Regions from separate parts of the Danio rerio genome. Here region 2 is linked to region 1. A link is a contact called in public HiChIP or PLAC-seq data. All regions are on one chromosome and are shown on one strand. Each heading gives the region's core, a stretch centred on a gene start, on an enhancer-like site or on the middle of the called end of the contact. The rest is flanking DNA. Distances are from core to core; before and after follow the strand shown. Region 1 holds the start of LOC101885868. Region 2 holds the start of dcbld2 (discoidin, CUB and LCCL domain containing 2).

Region 1 (2,700 bases), core at 133-2,632:
ACCTGTTTGAATTTTTTTACTTCCGTTTAACATAAAATAAGATGTTTTGAGGAAAGCTGGAAACCTGTAACCACTGACTTCCATGGTATTTGTTTTGTCTACTACTAAAGTCAATGGTTACAGGTTTTAAGCTTTTTTCAAAATATCTCCTTTAGTGTTCAACAGAAAATGAAACTCATATGTTTGAAACAAACCTTTGTAAGACTGTGGATTTTTATTATCTGAAGAATAAACAGATGACATTTTGCCACAAGATATCAAAGTGTAAATATCAGTGTGTTTGTGATAATTATGATAATAAAATAATGTGATAAGTAGTTTGCAGTATTAAGCAGAATAACAATCTGGATTTGTACAACTAAAATAATATCAGGGCTCAACAATAAGGACTGCCCAATGGCCCAGGGCCAGCATGGGAGACGCTTGGGACAGTAAGAGAGGATCATTACTGGCCCGATCGCCGTCAATTTGGCAAGTCAGCCACCTTTTGTTAAATAATTTCGAACTTCAATAAAATTCCAGCACATTTTCCATATAACTTTTTTCGTTTGCATAATTTCTGTGAAAATTTTGCCAGGCCAAGTAAAAATCTGAATCATTGGCCCAATCGGACCGGTAGAAAAAATCCTTAGTGTTGAACACTGAATATTCATTAACCAATAATACCCAACACATGGAGATGCTGATTAGGGACGAGCTTGAGAAACGTCACCAGTTTCTAAGACTCAGAAAGAATAACAAAACAGAAGAGAAGACTGAGGAAATCAAAAGAGATTTCCTTTGTTTCAAAGGAAAAGAAAGCTAAAGATGCATAATTTTTACAGGTATTGGAGCATGTTTAAAGTGCACTAATTTTGAAGCTTTTGTTTTATTTATTGAAAATAATTAAATGACAATGTATAATCTGCATTTCTTTCAGTTAAACTATAAGACCATATGAATAGGATTGTATAGTTTCAAATGTTTGTGCTGTTTTGAACTGAAACTCATCTCAGCATCACTGACTCTTTAGTGTTTCTCAGGTGATCGGATGCCATTTTTGCACTTCTGGTCAGTGTGTAAAGAAGATGTGGAAAACTGTTGAATACAGTGAGTTCATCAACATATTCAGCTCTGCCATGAGAGTAACTTGTCTTATTTCATGTAATAGGACAATATATTTAATGTTTCTATGGTAACAGATATGTTTTGAACCACATTGTGAAGTGTATTATATATTATAGCATTTACAACACTTTGTTAATGAATGCTGTAACTGCCCATGATTTAATGTACTCGCTTTGCTTGCCCTAATTGGAGTCACCACAGGAGGGCGCTCTAGACTAATAGGATTTAAGTGAGACAAAGCAGAGTAAGAGCAATTCACGTTTGTTCATGAGCTAACAGGTACAGCTCGGAAGAATGCCTTGAGCTTTTAGTGTCCCTTCGGCAAGCAGAGCGAGGTATGTTTTGTTTATTGTTTGATTTATTTGGAAAATGTTAGATGTTTTGTAAATGTTTGTTGTTTATTTTTCTATGTTGTTTGTTTGTTTGTTTTCTCTAGTTTTACGGTGCTTTGGTGCTTTTGGTGCCTTTGGTCTTTTGATGCTTCTGTGTATACAACAAAGAACTGAGACGATGATTTATGTGATGAGCTTTATTGCATCCAAGTAAACCTTTTTAAATGCACCCGTCAAAAACTCTCTGCCTATTCTTTGAAAGCTGAAGGGCTGCTACAGTAAAACTCGCTGCTACACATGGCGTTTGCATCACGTTGGTGATTCATCACATGAGTGTCATGTAACAAGCCTTCATCTCGTCTGTGGCACTGCATGGTATCTACAACAGACTGAATCTACACTAGGACGGCGACTTTACACGGTTAACTGGGAAAACTCTTCATGAAAGACTGAAAGGTGACTGCAAACAAACGTTGTGGACTCAGAGGTACAAGAAAAGGAAAAATATTTATCTATTTATTACTTTTGGGATAATTGCAATTTTTAAAGAAAAAAAAGGATTTATATTTGTATGCTTTGTTGAATTTGTATGCAGTAATTGAAGTTTGAGAATGAGGAGTGACTAATGATTTAAGTGCTCATGTTTCAAGGTGTTTGTGTAATGTTGGGCTTATATTCATGATGCATGTATTAGACAAATGTTTGCAATTTTTAAAGTGCTTAAAATCTTAAGAGTTTATACTGTTGTTGCACATGTGATTTTGACTTATTACCTTTGCTATAATATTTTAGGTGTTTAAATTTGTCTGATGTAAGCAGGTTGCTGATTTAAGTTGTAGACAGACAAAATGGACGACACAGCGGAGCAAATGGCGGCACAAGCAAGTCAAAGGTCAGTTCTTGATAAAGATCTGAATAGTACAACAGAAATGCAACAGGTTAGATCAAGATCAAGCTCTCGAAAAAGAAATCCCACAGAAAAGGGTTTAGAAATGCAAAAACAAGAGACAAAAAAGCACGAGAAAGCCTTTAATAAAGCTTATACTTCCTGGAAGCAGACAGCTAAAGAAATTAGATGTAAATTAAAAGCCTTATGCACATGTGAAGAGCTTGAGCAAATTTTGAAAGACATTCAAACTAGTCAGGATGTTGTCACTCAACATTATGCCCCATTTCTGCGTAATCAAACTGCTACTCCAGAGATTGTAAGAAGAGTAGATGTTTGTTCCATATTGAGTACAGAAATTTGTGATTTGGTGAG
Region 2 (2,700 bases), core at 145-2,644, 350 kb before region 1:
TTTTGTCCTTAAAATGGTATTTAATAAATTAAAAACTTCTTTTATTCCAGTCGAAATAAAACACATAAGACTTTCTCCAGAAGAAAAATATTATCAGACATACTGTGAAAATTTCCTTGCTCTGTTAAACATCCTTTGGGAAATATTTAATAAAGAGAAAAAAAATTCAAAGGGGGACTAATAATTCTGACTTCAACTGTAATTCTGTGAGCTGAGATGCATATTTTGACACTATACACTCTTACACACTCACAGACACACATAAACACACATTAATTTGCTGTTATACTCCATACAAAATGTAATGTTTTGTAAATGTATTTTTTTTCTAAAGGGTTAATGGTGCCAACTGATGATCAACAGTAAAATGACAAATTTGACCTCTTCTCAACAGGGAAAACCACCAACAATCAAACATGCATGATCATATGATGTCATAGTTTTGTAATAAAAAATGTTTTTAATGGAATCAATGGGCAAAACAGCCACCAACAGTAAATTGGGGAGAAAAAATGAAAATGAATCGTAAAAGAAAACGTGAAAGGCTATGTTGTTTCACATGTCCAAGACTTTGATAAAAGGTTAAAAATCCAGTTCAAATTACTTTTTTATATTGAAAATATGTGATTTAGTGGGTGTTTTTTTTTCACCAAATCAGTGCATTCATTTATGAATTTGTCAATTAAAGAGTTAAAAAAACTTTCTAAACAATTTAGTAGTTTTTATCAGGACTGAGGTTGATTAACAGATTTGAAAAAAAAAAACTTTTATCTGATGCATTTTTTACAGCAGTTTTCATCCCTAACATAACAAAGGGTAGTAAATTTGCTCAAAGTGTATTGTTAAGTTTTTTTTTTTTATGTCAAAGCATTTCTCAAAATATGTGTTGAATAAGAGTTGTCCGCAAAAATCATTCTGCTATCTGAAACAGAGAAAATGTTATGGCCAAATTAAGACACAAAATTACCCCAGAGTGGATAAAAACATCCCCAACAGTACACAAGGGTAAATGCTTATTTTATTACAATAACAAATTGTAACAATAATGTAATAATATGATAATAACTTTATTATTATTTTATTTGTATTATTATTTATTTATATTATTTTGATAATTATCATTTTGTTGTTGCCACATTATTTACAAGGACATTTACAAGTTTTTGCAAAATTGCTGTAACGTTAGGCTATAAACTGTCAGCTATCTTGTTAATGACATTAATATTCATAGTTTACGTTTTCTCAATTTTTTTCCAAATAATTCTAACATCTTGTTTCGAGTATATATATATTAGTCTACAGCAAAACAAAAACTCCACTGAATCTCCTAATCCACAACAATGTATGGAATACCACAGAATTCCCATCTAGGGGCCGCTGTGCGGTGGGAGGAGCGGAAGTTGAGGAAGTCGTGTAATATATCAGGGGATGAAGAGCCCGTGTTTGTTCTAACGGTGCACCGCTTCAAGAGTTCAGGAAGCGTCAACAAAACCTTCCCGATACTAAACTCACGCTGACCCGCGCGCTCTTATAAGGACCGTGACGCGCGCGCGGCCGATCGGGACACTTTAGCATTATGCATTCGGACTGCAGGCTGCTGGGATGGACGCGTCGGTAATGGTGGGCAGAGGAACCGGAGGGGCTGCGCTCTTCATCCTGATCGTCTTCATCGTACTACTAGGTGCCAGAAGCTCACGGGCGCAGAAGGGTACGTGATCCTTCAACGGAGTGGCTAAAGTTTTTAAGACTAAGTTAAACTTCTCTTAAATTGCTTTAATAGCTCTGGGTTTGGGATTCAGTGCGGTTTCAAAACAAACTCTCCTTAAGTGTGATGGTTAAAGATCCGGGCAGTTAAATGAAAGATTGTAGGTTCAAATCTTGGTTCAATTCGACCAAGACACTTGACCACACTAATTAAACAAGCCACGTAACTCTCTGGGCTAACCCAGTAACACGTTCACTGGGTAAACAAACACCTCGCTTTAATAGAGGAGTTTGTGCGCGTGCATTCTAACCTTGTTGCTGTGCTACAGCTGAAGCAACAGAGGAACGTGATGACGCAACGCCTGACATGGGCCCCGCGCTGCCCCCTCTGCTTTCCCAAATATGTAGCGAGTTCATGTGCTGTCCAGTGTCAAACTGTTCATCACAGAAACAAGTAGTGGCCCACACTTACTGTACTTTAATCTGAGATGAATTCAGTTAGTAACAAATTATAAATATTTGGGTGTGATGTTGGTCAATAAACTTAAGTGGGATGTATGGACTGACAGTATAAGGAAAAACTGAAAATGTACTTCTTAAAGCACTACAAAGCACATTGTTGATCATGCTTTATAGTGCTTTTATCAAAAGTATTTAAACATTTTGTGTGATCTGTTGGTATGGAAATGATTCTGAGGCCCAGAAAGTGGTCACTGGGGAAGGTAACAACAGCCAGTAAGTTGTTGGGAATAAAACTAAAGAGCACTGAAAGTATATACACAAAGAAAGAGTACTAAATAAGTCTATCATGATTGTCAATGATGAGATATATCCTTTATCAAACACCTTCCAATTGTTATCATCAGGTCATTGATCTTGTGTTCCAAAATGTGTAAGAAATAGGACAAAATTATTATTTATACCTTAAGCAATTGAGTTTTTCTAGTCCTTCTTAGTAGCAATTGATGACCAGTAGACTGGATAATTATTTAGAGT

The links. HiChIP or PLAC-seq counts read pairs in DNA pulled down with a chosen protein or histone mark.
Region 2: an H3K4me3 HiChIP or PLAC-seq map of embryo shows a contact between it and region 1, with 4 times the contacts expected there. The contact joins the promoter of dcbld2 here to the promoter of LOC101885868 in region 1. A contact is called at or near these places in 1 of 18 Hi-C or Micro-C datasets (embryo) and 1 of 4 datasets of contacts at active chromatin or transcription factors (embryo).

Annotation. Positions count from the first base shown.
Region 1 is chr9:31,379,202-31,381,901 of GRCz12tu, reverse strand. It overlaps LOC101885868, which reads left to right and starts at 1,382. Exons shown (of 3, transcript XR_002459518.3): 1 at 1,382-1,442; 2 at 1,544-2,700.
Region 2 is chr9:31,727,248-31,729,947 of GRCz12tu, reverse strand. dcbld2 (discoidin, CUB and LCCL domain containing 2) reads left to right here and starts at 1,394. Exons shown (of 15, transcript NM_001080171.2): 1 at 1,394-1,708. The coding sequence starts at 1,603.